Regions from separate parts of the Oryctolagus cuniculus genome. Here region 1 is linked to region 2. Evidence: chromatin contacts called from public Hi-C data. All regions are on one chromosome and are shown on one strand. The core of a region is the stretch at or near the end of the contact, and the rest is flanking DNA. Distances in the headings are between cores, read along the strand shown. Region 1 has its middle 150 kb from the start of ADAMTS15. Region 2 holds the start of ADAMTS15 (ADAM metallopeptidase with thrombospondin type 1 motif 15).

Evidence for each region. Hi-C and Micro-C count contacts between places; a contact is called where the count stands out from the background.
Region 1: a Hi-C map of psoas muscle shows a contact between it and region 2, with 9 times the contacts expected there. The contact joins the enhancer-like site here to the promoter of ADAMTS15 in region 2.

The regions. Positions count from the first base shown.
Region 1 is chr1:124,439,289-124,445,459 of mOryCun1.1, forward strand. No RefSeq gene overlaps it. Among named protein-coding and RNA genes, the nearest start is that of ADAMTS15, 150 kb to the left of the region's middle. Within about 2 kb of position 2,268, at least 3 of the 8 cell types and tissues checked have an H3K27ac peak or open chromatin away from gene starts, as enhancers often do.
Region 2 is chr1:124,284,770-124,291,330 of mOryCun1.1, forward strand. It overlaps ADAMTS15 (ADAM metallopeptidase with thrombospondin type 1 motif 15), which reads left to right and starts at 4,112. Exons shown (of 8, transcript XM_002708592.5): 1 at 4,112-5,447. The coding sequence starts at 4,491.

The sequences.
Region 1 (6,171 bases), core at 1,018-3,517, 150 kb after region 2:
CCGTGATTGGAAGAGCGTCTTGGTGTGTTGTTCGTCTGGCTTGCCACCATCTGGGAGTCCCACGTGAGCAGGGAAGTTGGGTCATGTGATGCTCTGGTTGGACCTGGCCCCTTTTTGGTGTTGAGACCATGTGGAGTGCCAAGCTGGGGAAGCTGGGCTCATATGGCTCCAGACACAGGTGGATCTGGGTCCTATCAGGTGGCGAGGGGCAGAGGGAAAGGACAGTGCAGGGGTACCTGCCCATGTGAGGCTCCTGTGGGCTCTGTGTCAGGATCATGTGAAAGCAGTGGATTCTCCCAGCTTGGTCTTGCCACTCACAAGCCCTGCTTGTCTTCCCAACCCCCGGCATTCTCTTTCCCTGTCCCAACCCTCATCTAACTCCGTCCCTCCATGAACACTCGGCTGTGCACTTCCCGATGCCAATTGTTCATGCTGCTGCTTCTGCCTCTGTTGTCTTTCCCTGTGGTGCAAACCACACCCATACACTGAGACTTGATTACATGCTACATCTTCCTTGATTCCTTTGCATACCCCGCCAAGACCTCTACTGTTTGCTCTACACTTTGCTTATCCCTCCCCTAGAACTCCAAGAACACCCTGTCTTATGTCAGCCGCTCCTAAATCATCTTGTCTCTCCCACTAGACTGGGCTCCCTTGAGCAATTTCCTGCCTTCTGGAGTTGTGTCTCTTCCAGGCCTGTGGCTGTGCACAGAGCCCTCTTAGCAGGTGCGAAATCATGGCCATGAGGAAGAGTCATCCTGGAAGCAGGTGTTAACACACAATCGCATATAGCACAGAGCACATTCGCATAGTGCATTGTACACATGGAGTTCTGAACTGCTGTTGGCTCTTCTTAGTCTTGATCAGAAGGTTCTGAAGGGGCTAAATAAACAGGTGAAAGGCTCCAGGCCACCAAGGATGTGGGGACGGGGGTGGAGGCATTGAATTTCAGAGCTGGAAGAGGAGCCCGGGCTACTCTAGTCCAAGCTGTTATTGTAGAGCAGGAGAAATCAAGGTCCCGAGAAGTGAGTTGCTGGTGGCCACACAGGGCACCGAGAGCCTGCTGTCTCTGGTCTGGAATCCTGGACCCTATTTTATGGTTTTTGGAGATGGAGGTTCTGGATTCCCTCACGCTGCCCTGTAATTCCACCTGTAATGTTCCAGTTTGAAAATCTTGGCAAGGCCGCCCCAGCCCCTTGGTGCTAACCCTTGGAGCCAAGTTCAACACAAATCTCACTTGCTGTGGACCCTGAGTCCTTTGGCATCTTTCACTAGTACTGATGGATTCCTGGGCTCTGCCCCTGGGGAGGTGACCTCAAAATGAATTTAGGTCACAGTTGATGGGAAATAGAAAGAGAGAGAGAGAGGGAGAAGATTGAGATGAAATTAAAAATAAATGGACATAGCACACAGAGGGTGAAGAGGACAGATCTGGGGTCCTGGCCCTTGTTCTAATAGGAGAAAGATGCTTCAAGGAAGCCCCTAGTGAGGGGTGGCGAGGGAGAGGAAGATGACGTCTCTGGACCTGCGTTCTTTGCCAAGGTGGGGCTGGTGGGCTGAGCTCAGGCTCAGGGCTGGTGGATGAGGTAGGTATCTCGGTATGGCCAGGAAGTCCTCTCAAAACACATTGCACGGCTATATTAGAAATCAGTTGGGGTTAAGGAGAGAGACATAAATTGCCCCCTTCCCTCTGCTAGCTCCCCTACTCTCACCAGCATCCTAAGCTTTGAGAAGAGAAAAGCAATTTCTAACCACCTCTTCCTGGTGCACGGCTTGTTGGAGAAAACATGGCTAGCAGGGTCAGAGGGAGGGTAGCCCAGCCGGGCGAGTGTTCCAGCTGCGGCTGTTCCAGCCCAGGCTGGGCACGAGCCTGACCTGCGCCCTCTGTCCAAGTCTGCCTGCTTCTTATCTGCCTTATGGTGCCGGGTGGAGAGGCAGGGGGTGGGACTGGCCAGCCATGAATTCCCCGGGCTCAGCTTTTCCCCTGACCCCGAACAAAGTTTGTGGTATTACTTGACCTTTCGAGAGACCACTGAGCCCTCCAGGGGCCTCTTGTGGGTACCTCCCAGCATCGGAGACCAGCGCTGGCCAGAGGGAAGAAGGCCAGAGAGCCAGTGGCAGTCAGTGTTCCTTGAGCCCCAGATGTGAGCTGTGGCTTCCAGGTAGTGGCCGAGAGGGCTGGATTTGCCATGTCCCCACATGGCTTTTGACAGAAGAGATGGAGACTGTGCAGCCTGCAAACCCTGCCAGGAAGAACTCTCTCTGCGCTCCATCTGGCACAGAGCCCGGTGGCCCCGTCCAAGGCAGCGCGGGCCATGGGCCACAGGCAGGGGCGGATGTTGTGGTGCGCGCTGTGGAATCAGATCTGCCGCCAGCACCAAATGTCTCAGCTGCACAAGTCCTCGCGGGTTTTTGTCTTGACCTTGCCCGCATTTGCTCAGTTGCTAACATTGACTTCCCGTCCCTCAGGGCTCAGGAAACAAGCTCTCGTGAGCCCGCGGGGTATTGGAAGTGAGACAGGATTTGCTGGACCCCAGGAGTTCAGAGGTCAGAGGGAGGGATCGGGGAGACCTTAAGCCTTTTTGTTACCTTCTGCCATCAGAACGGCTTTGAAAAGTGTTTTCTGTTCCAATTTTTCCAATTGCTATGACACACAAGTCCTAGCCTTAATTTTTTTTTTTTTTTTGAAGTGTGTTTGCTTCAGGCCCTGAATCCTTAGCCTGGATTTCTTTAGATTGGCTCTGAAAACCCACAGCATGGGGGAAACGAGTTCTCTGATTTTCCCAAGGCTGCCATGGACAGAGGCAAACTTGCTGACCTGAGAGAGCGGCTGAGGGGTCCTGCTGCCTTGGTCTTTGCCTCCTCTTCTGTTGCCCAAGGCCAGTGGGATTGGCATCCAGATCTCCAGCATCCAACAGAAAAACAAGCAGGCCCTTCTGGGAAGAAGAAAACAGCAGGGAGCGGCCAGGGAGATGGGCTGTTATGTCGCGGGGACCTGGCTATGAGTCCCTCGAGATCCTCCAGCGGGCTCTGTGCCCCCAGCTTCCATCCTCGGCCTCATCCCAGGGTCCGACCTGGCAGCCAAGAGCAATGTTCTGGGATTAAGACCTCCCCTTCCTTTTTGTCTTTTTCTCTCCACCTTCAGACTCGTCTCTACTCCCAGCCCGCTGACCTCTCCTGGTTTTCCATCTTAAAATCAAGACAGAACTTCTGGGGCCGGTGTTGTGGCATAGTGGGTAAAATGGCTGCCTGCAACACAGGCATCCCTTCTGGGTGCTGGTTTGAGTCTCAGCTGCTCCACTCCCAATCCAGCTCCCTGCTAATGGCCTGGGAAAGCAGCAGAAGATGGCCCAAGTGCTTGGACCCCTGTACTCTCCCACGTGGGAGACCTGAATGAAGCTCCTGGCTTTGTCCTGACCCAGCTCGGGCCATTGTGGCCATTTGGAGAATGAACCAGCAGATGGAAGATCTCCCCCTCTCTCTGTAACTCTTACGTTAAAAAAATAAAATATTTTTTAAAGAAAGAAAACAGAACTTCTGCTGGCTGTCATATGTACTTCCAGAAATAGTGCCCAGCTACTATTTAAGACCCCAAAGTCAGAATTTCCAAGGAAGCAGCTGGAGTGGGCACAGAGGGTGGAGTGCCTGGGTGGTTGCATTGCCCGATGGAAGAACCATATGTTCCTTGGGTAGATGGACCGACTCGTCCTCTGGGCACCATCTGGCTGGTCTGTCATCTAAGCAGTTCCCAGAGGGTGTGGAGAAGGGTTTGGTCCTCAGTGCACCCATCCAGAGAACAGCTACCACCACTGACTGCCCCTGCTGATGCCAAGAGATTTGGGTCTGGTGGAGCCCAGAGGTTAGAGAAAGAGCTATGCAGCCAGACCCACTCCTATGCTGTCCGGCAGTGAGACCCAGGACTAATTCTTTAAATTCTCCAAGCTCCCAAGTCCTCATCTGCAAATGGGGCCTCATAATATCTTCCTTCCAAGGTGGCTGAAGTGATGAATGGAACAGCAAAAGCGGAAACACACAGCAGAGGCCGGGCGCATAGCAAGTGCTCCGTGACAGCTGCTGACCCGCGCACGTGTACCTGTAGCAAAGCCTCTTCCTGGAAGTGCACCCAGCTCTGCAAACGTCACAGGCGATTGCTGGCTTGCTTCTCAGTGTCACCTTCTAGACGGAAACTTCCGGTTTTGTCCAGTGAAGGCACTCCCAGGTCCCTCATGGTGCATGAACCTATGTGAGTGGTGCCCTGCTCAACAAGTGTGGTCATATGTGGCAGCCCCGGACACCCCTAGCTTTGAGAGTGATCTGGATTCTTGGATGCTTGGACTCACCTTCCAAAAGCTGATTCATTTGCAAATGGCCAGAAAGAAATGAAGATGGTCAGGAGATTAAAACCTCCCCTCTGGGGTCAGGACCACAGATGGCCCCGTCCTGGGAGATTCCGGGGGTCCCATTGCTGGTGCTGGAACTCACGTGACCTGAGTGAGAGCATCACTTCTCAGCTCTGTGGCTGAGACATTTACACCGTGGAAAATGGCATCCACTGCACACCCAGACTTTCTCCCTCACCCCTAACCCAGCGAGAACTGATGGCTTAATATTTACAGCATGACATTGATTTTGACAAAAAGCCAAAGATATCCACAAGAAACAAAAGAGAGGCCAGTGAAGAAGGGAGTAAGAATGTTCTGACAAACATGCCTGGGTCTGTACACACGTCACAGGGAAATGGAATGTAGCTTGCTGAATGCTCTCCCCAACTGGTGAGACAGGCTCTGTTTTCAGTTTCCGGTGCCACAGTGCAGGAATTTGCCAGCAAGTCTTGTCAGGGCCAACTCTGCCTTGACAGACCCGACTGCCTAGGGGCTGAGCCCACTGGAGTGTCCCAGGAAGCGGCCGCCCTCAGCCCCCAGACACGGCTGCACTTGGCTGTCCCTTGCTTGTCCTTTGTGCCACAGCCAACCCTTTCTTCCCCCTTTCAGCAGGCAGAGCCCATTTCACTAGGTAGTATGCATCTGATCATTGTAAATTTCCCTCAGCACCATGTCTGACACATAGCAGGTACATTAAGAACAAAGATTTGCGGCCGGCGCTGTGGCTCACTTGGTTAGTCCTCCGTCTGCTGCGCCGGCATCCCATATGGGTGCCGGGTTCTAGTCCCGGTTGCTCCTCTTCCAGTCCAGCTTTCTGCTGTGGCCCAGGAGGGCAGTGGAGGATGACCCAAGTGCTTGGGCCCCTGCACCCGCATGGGAGACCGGGAGGAGGCACCTGGCTCCTGGCTTCAGATCGGCGTAGCTCTGGCTATAGCGGCCATTTGGGGAGTGAACCAATGGAAGGAAGACCTCTCTCTGTCTCTTTCTCTGTCTATAACTCTACCTGTCAAAAAAAAAAAACAAAAAAACAAAAAAACAAAGATTTAAAAGCCCTCCTTATTTTAACTGAGGGTTTAGGTACGTTATGTACAAACTGCTTTACTTGTGCTGTCTCCTGTAAGTTTCAGAACCTCTTGGATCAAGCCGTGGTACCCACAGGATGAATCCCCTTAAAGGGAGGAGACCTTGACAAACCACAGAAGCACCCACTGGAAGGGAGGACCCATGATGCAAAGTCAGGTCTTTCTGAGTCCAGAGCCCCCATCTCAGAGCTGCTATGGGACAAAAGATCAAGGGGAGAAAAGTGGATGACACAATGTGATTTTCCTAAGCTCTGTTGTCTCTGAATGGGCCTGCCTATGCAGCATTGGTGGACGCTGATACCTGCTAACATGACTGGGTCACACTATACCAGCCTGTGCTAATCCTGTGGATTTTAGAGAACAGGCACCGATTCCTTGCTCCAGACCTCAGCCTGTTTCCTGCTGCTCATCCTCCAGCTGTTTACTGAGCCACTTTATTCATGGGAGAGAGATACTATGTCTCTCTCTCTCTCTCTCTCTCTCTCTCTCTGTGTGTGTGTGTGTGTGTGTGTGTGTGTAGAACAACAACAAGAAATCCAACTCCTAAACCGCATGTTTCACTTTGCTGCCTTGTTAACAAGGCAGCCGGTGGTTTGGGCTGAGAACTTGCTTTTTCTATTAACCACAGATTTTTCTCCCCATGGATTTCCTGTTTGCAGTTTCGGGGGTAAAGAGCCTCCGTGGAGGCAAGCCTGGATCATTCCACG
Region 2 (6,561 bases), core at 2,862-5,361:
GCATGGTGGAGGTCCCTGAGCAGAGCCGAGAGGGGACCCCCATCAGCTTTCCTCCTTGTCCTGATAGGAATACCAGAAAGCTTGGGATGGTGATGGTGGCACTCATGTCGGAGGGCCTGCCTGGTTAGGTCTCAGAGTAGGAAGAATGGTAATAGCTACTAAAAACATAGCAGTACTGTTAGATACCTTTTAGGAAACTTCTTACGTATTAGCACTGCTAAGCACTTTGGAAGCATTAACTCATTTGATCCTCACAATGTCTGTAAGAGGTGGGTAGTATTATTAACCCCATTTAATTAATGTATTAAATTTATTTTTAAAAAGTTAATTGAGCAAGGGAGAGGAGAGAGAGAGAGAACGCTCATTAACTCGCTCACTCTCTGAATGTCTGCAGCAGGCACTGCTGGCATAGGTCAAATCTAGAAACCAGGAATTCAATTCAGGTCTCCCATGTGGGTGGAAGGGACCCGAGTACTTGAGCCATCACCCGTGCCTCCCAGGGCCTGCATTTGGAGGAATCTGGAATTGAGAGCCAGATCTGGGATCCAAACCCAGGCCCTGTGATATGGGTTGCAGGCATCCTAATTGGCCTCTTAGCCACTAGGCCAAATGCCTAGTTAACAATCAGAAAACGGAGGCTTAAGGAAGGTTAGTATCTTACACAAGAGAACACAGCTCAGATCTGGTGGACGGATGCGGCTAGAGGTTGGACATGGTTTGGCTCTCCAACTCAGGCTGATGCTTAAGCCCCTGGGTCATGGACTGATGGTGCTAAAGAGGGTGGAGGCTTGATCCAGTCATAGTGTCTCCAGGCAGGGCCTTGGGGAAGTGGTCAGACTGGGCTAGGCTTCTAGGGTGGAGCCCCAGGATCAAATCATGCGGGGTTTGCAAGGACAGGCTATGCTCCCCAGGCTCTCTCTGCTTTCTGGCTTACTGCATGATCCTGATTGCACACCACACGCATTCTGTCAGCTATGGCCTGCACCAGCTTCCAGACCTATGGACTCACTCAATCTTGGACTGTGAATCTCCAAAAACGTTGGCTGAAATACACCTTCCTCTTTCCTTCTCCCGGATGTTTGCTATAGTAAAAAAAAAAAAAATATTTTTATACAGATGCCTCTGTGAGCCTGGGCTTTTAATCCTCAAACCATGCTATCTTCTGTAGCCTCAAATAGTCATGTAAATTTTTTTTAAACATTGATTCATTTTACTTAAAAGTCAGAGTTACAGAGAGAGAGAGAGAGAGAGAGAGAGAGAGGTTTTCTATCTGCTGGTTCATTCCCCAGATGGCCACAACAGCCAGGACTGGGCCAGACAGAAGCCAGGAGCCAGGAGCTTCTTCCAGGGCTCCCATGTGGGTAGCAGGGGTCCAAGCACTTGGGCCATCTTCTGTTGTTTTTTCCAGGTGCATTAGCAGGGAGCTGGATTGGAAGTGGAGCAGCCAGGACATGAACCAGGGCCCACGTGGGAAGCTGACATCACAGGCCAGGCTTTACCCACTAGGCCACAATGCTGGCCCCAGATATTTGATCTGGAACTGATCTTAGATGTTATATGGAGCAGAGATTCCTGGTACAGGCCTCTGATCTAGGATAATCCCTTCTCTTTTGCAGATAAAGAAATTCAGAGGCCAAGAAGGAGATCAGAGATCTCTACAAGAAGTCTACAAGACTTCTACAAGTGTTCTCAATCTGAGTTAGGAAGCCCTGGCAAAGGTGATTGGATGGAGCAGCAAGTTCCCAAGAGAGGAGAGACAAGCATTACAGAGGATGGTGCAAACAAAACCTTGGCGCAGTGCACAGGGCCGGTTTCTGTGCTCAGGGCTGAGAGTGGCGGGGCTGTGAGCGAGGGCCAGCAAGCAAGGAGCATGTACAGGGTAGAGGCTTCCGATCCCTGGGCCTGCTGTTGTGACTGATGTCCTTGCCAAAACCCATCGATGGGAATAGGAGCAAAATGTCGCTGGATACCTTGTAACCCACCATTACGGCTGCCGGGTGTAGGAAAGCGATTGCTTGCCCTAAGTAAGTGACTTGTCTCTGCCCTGGATGTTTGAACACTCCAACACACGGGGTCTTTGTGAACTGGGACTCCCTCCCTCTCACAGGTGCTCCTCCCAAATGCAAACGCCCCCTTTCCTTTGCATCCTTTCCATCTCCTCCTCATTAGCATAATGAATTTCAGCTCCTTGTGTCTCCATCAAGGAGAGACCCAGGAGAGTATGGACATCTGCACTGAGTTCCTGTTCCAAGACTCTTGGGGGTCTCTTCTAAGAGTGGGTCCTTTAGGGGCCGGCACTGTGGTGCAGCGGGGTAACGCCCTGGCCTGAAGCGCTGGCATCCCATATGGTGCCGGTTCTAGTCCCGGCTGCTCCACTTCCGATCCAGCTCTCTGCTATGGCCTGGGAAAGCGCAGAAGATGGCCCAAGTCCTTGGGCCCCTGCACCTGCGTGGGAGACCTGGAAGAAGCTCCTGGCTCCTGGCTTCGGATCAGCACAGCTCTGGCCATTGTGGCCATCTGGGGGGGTGAACCAGCGGATGGAAGACCTCTCTCTCTGTCTCTATCTCCCTCTTGTAGCTCTGTCTTTCCAATAAATAAAATAAGTCTTTTTTTTTTTTTTAAGAGTGTGTCCTTTATGAGGAGAATGAGGAAATGTGCTTGTCACTAACGGTCCAGTCTTAGCTTCTCTCTCCTTCAGCAATAGTGTGATTTCTTGGAGCAGCCACTTCCCTAAGAAGATTCTAGAATTCTTCCACACCGCCCTCTTTTGTGCTTCAAATCCTTGCACACTTCCCTCCCCTGTCCTCTCTTCTTGCAAATGCAACGTGGAACCCTTCGGTTCTAGATTTGCTCGGCGTCAGGAGGGTCTGAGAAAGCCGCCTTCCCCTCCTTGCCTTTCCTCCTTGTCTATGGAGACAGAAGGGTCTTGAGATCCAGAGCCAGAGACAGGAATTCGATAGGGTCTGATGGCTCCGCTGTGTCTTCTCTCCCTGATCCACACTCGCCCTCCTCTCCAGCGACCTGTCCAGTACTCTGGTCAGGGATCAAGGGAGACCATCTCAAGGAGGTGGCGCTGCTTGATTTTTCTACTGTCCGCAATCCTCCGCTCTCCCCTGGCAGGAAGATAACCCCTTTCCCTGGCATCCACAGCCTCAGCACCTGCTCTCTGCATCCCTGGGGTGCTGGCCAGTATTGAACAAGGGCTCGTCCCCCCTCCCCAAGCTCCCGCGGGTAGCAGTTGCCTGTTCAGGCGGTGGGATTACTTCTACCAGGGACCTACTTCAACAAAGCACCCTTGTAATGTCCCTATGCAGAGTAGCTGGGAGTTCTGTGGGCTGACCCAGAAGGTTTGTGGTTCTAGTGACTCAAGACCATAGGAAATAGTCCAATAATTAGGAAGCGAAGGATTTTGATTGCCTTTGTTGTAAAATCTAATTTGCTTAATTGTAGGTTTCTACAACGTATTTGAAAATAATGGCTGTGTTTGGCAGCTGGCTGACAAAATTCCTGAAAATGTACCAGGCCATCAGAACACGGCCATCCTACCTAGGGGTAGTCAGTGGGCCTGAGTGGCCCTGGGTTCGAGAGCTGCTCACCACTTCCTGGGAAGTGGCTCTTGGGGCGATAGGGCACTGATTCCTACTGGGGAGGGCAGTTCTTGCTTCTAGGTCTTTTAGGGGACTGGGATTGAGAAACAGCAGGAATGTTGCAACTGCAGGAACGAGGTGGGCCTGGGAGAGGGGTCAATTGTGGGGCTCCGTTCCTAACTCCAGACCCAACTGCTTCAAGATAAAGCCTAAGCAAGCACAAAGGAGCGCCCAGATACAGGCCCGGGTAGAAGTCAGCGATGTCCCCGGGGCACTGGGGGCATAGCCCAGGGCAAAACTTAAACCAAGACTCCAGCGCTGGCTTCTCCCGCCAGCCCACGCCTCCAGCCTCAGCGAACGCCACTCCTCCCCGCCAAGTGTTTCTCGGCTCGGGAGGCGGGACCGAGCTCTCCGGTGGCCCCTGGAGGCTCCAGGCCGAGAGCTCTGGGAGGCTGGTGGGGGTGGGGGTGGGAGCAGGGGAGGGGCGCGGACTGGGCAGTCCAAAGAGGAGGGGGCCTTTAATAGGCTCTCCAAGCGCCCGGTTTGCTGCGCTGCGAGTGGCTGCGGTTTCGAGAGGACGCCCGGCACCTCCCGCTAGCTCTCGCGGCTGCAAATTTCCGTCCTTGCACTTGACAGCGATCGCACTTAACGCTCCCCGAGCCGAGCGCGCTTTAGCTTGCAAAGGCACAGGTAGGAGGCGCGGGCTGTCCGGTGCACGCTCGCTGCTCGGGGAGGAGTCGTCCTCCTTGGCTCTCCTTTCTGGGAGCTGCCGCCAGTCCCGGGGCGTTGTGAATCCCGGGGCGTTGTGGGTTCCGGCGTGCGGGCTGCACGGAGACCGTGCCCGCGGCCGGGGAGCCGAGGCGAGCTCCTTCCCAGACAGCGCGGCGAGCGCTGCCCGGCGCCATGCTGCTGCTGGGCATCTTGACCCTGGCTCTGGCGGGGCGAGCCACTGGCGGCTCCCAGCCAGAGCGGGAGGTGGTCGTCCCCATCCGACTGGACCCGGACATCAACGGCCGCCACTACTACCGTCGGGGGCCCGAGGACCCCGGGGACCGGGGACTTATTTTTCAGATCACCGCTTTTCAGGAGGACTTTTACCTACACCTGACGCCGGATGCTCAGTTCCTGGCACCCACCTTCACCACCGAGCACCTGGGCGCCCCGCTCCGGGAGCTCACCGCGAACTCTGCGGACTTGCGGCGCTGTTTGTACTCCGGGGACGTGAACGCCGAGCCAGACTCGTTCGCCGCCGTGAGCCTGTGCGGGGGGCTTCGCGGAGCCTTTGGCTACCGAGGCGCCGAGTATGTCATCAGCCCGCTGCCCAACGCCAGCGCGCCCGCGGCGCAGCGCAACAGCCAGGGCGCACACCTCCTCCAGCGCCGGGGCGCCCCGGGCGGGCCTCCCGGAGACCGCACCTCGCGCTGTGGGGTGGGCTCCGGCTGGAACCCCGCCATCCTGCGGGCCCTGGACCCGTACAAGCCGCGGAGGACGGGCTCGGGGGGGAGTCGCAGCGGGCGCAGGTCCGGGCGCGCCAAGCGCTTCGTGTCCATCCCACGGTACGTGGAGACGCTGGTGGTGGCGGACGAGTCCATGGTCAAGTTCCACGGCGCGGACTTGGAGCACTATCTGCTGACGCTGCTGGCCACGGCGGCGCGACTCTACCGTCACCCCAGCATCCTCAACCCCATCAACATCGTTGTGGTCAAGGTGCTGCTCCTTGGGGACCGGGACAGCGGGCCCAAGGTCACGGGCAACGCCGCCCTGACGCTGCGCAACTTCTGCGCCTGGCAGAAGAAGCTGAACAAAGTGAGTGACAAGCACCCCGAGTACTGGGACACCGCCATCCTCTTCACCAGGCAGGTGAGTTGACCTGTCAGCTCTTCGCACCCAGATAGCCCCATTGTCCTAACTGTCGCTGCTCGTGGCGTTCTGAATTCCCTTGGTGCCACTCATTTCCCTGCTGACTTTGGAGCGTCCAGGGAGAGCCCTCTCAGGCTCAGCGGGAGCTCCAGCTCACGTGCATTTGGGTGGCTGGACAAGAGCCGGCTACTTCCGAAGGTGTTGGCTTGGTCGGCCAATCAGCGCCTCCTGGATCTGGCGCCAAGGGGCAGGAGCCCAGGAAGTCGCCGCCCCGGAGCCGCAGTTCGCGATCCAGGCCGATAGGAGGCGCTGTGAGGATAGCGTTGGAGAGGGCCGACTGGTCCGCCCTGGCTGTATGGGGGCGGGCGGGGGAGGGGGGCGTCTGAGTCCTTCCAGACACTCCCTCTGAGTATTCCATTCTCTGGCTGGAGAACTGGAAGGCGACCCAAGGCCCGCGCCCGTTACATTTCTCCCTGGTAACCCGTCCGTTATCCTTTCTCTGTCTTGGGTTTGGAAAGGCTGGAACGGAGTGGAGGGGGTCCTTGGGTTTCTTTTTTCTTTTTCTTTCTTTCTTTTTCTTTTTGGTGGGTTGCAGGGAAAGGCCAGACTCGAGAATGGGGAGCATTCTTCCTTTCTTATTGCCTCTCTTCCTACACCCGTCTCTTCTGGGCCTTGTTCAGGGGCTCCCAGACCACTCAGCGCAAGGCAGTTGAGGTTCGGCACCTGTTCGCGGCAGCGAAGTTCCACCGGGAGTTTCAAGTGGAGTTTGGCTTGGAACTTTTCCAGTGTTCTGGTGTGTTTTTGTTAGCAGAGGGTGACCTGTTTGCCCAGATGGATGCTATGGAGCGCCAGGCCAGGTTGCTTGTGCTCCGGCCTCACTAAAGCGCCTCTGACCCCACCAAGCGGCAAGGCTGCGGCTTCTGTCCTTGCTGGGCTGGAAGTGGTGGGAGCTCCGTGGGGGAGCAGCGGGAGACTCCAGCTGCAGAGCTGGAAGAATACTGCCTATGGGGATTGGAGCAGTGGCTCCAGACCAGGGGATGCGTATCTGCCGCTTGCAGGTCTCTACCTGATATTCTATCTCAAGTGAGCTGAACACTCAGAACACTGAGGTTTG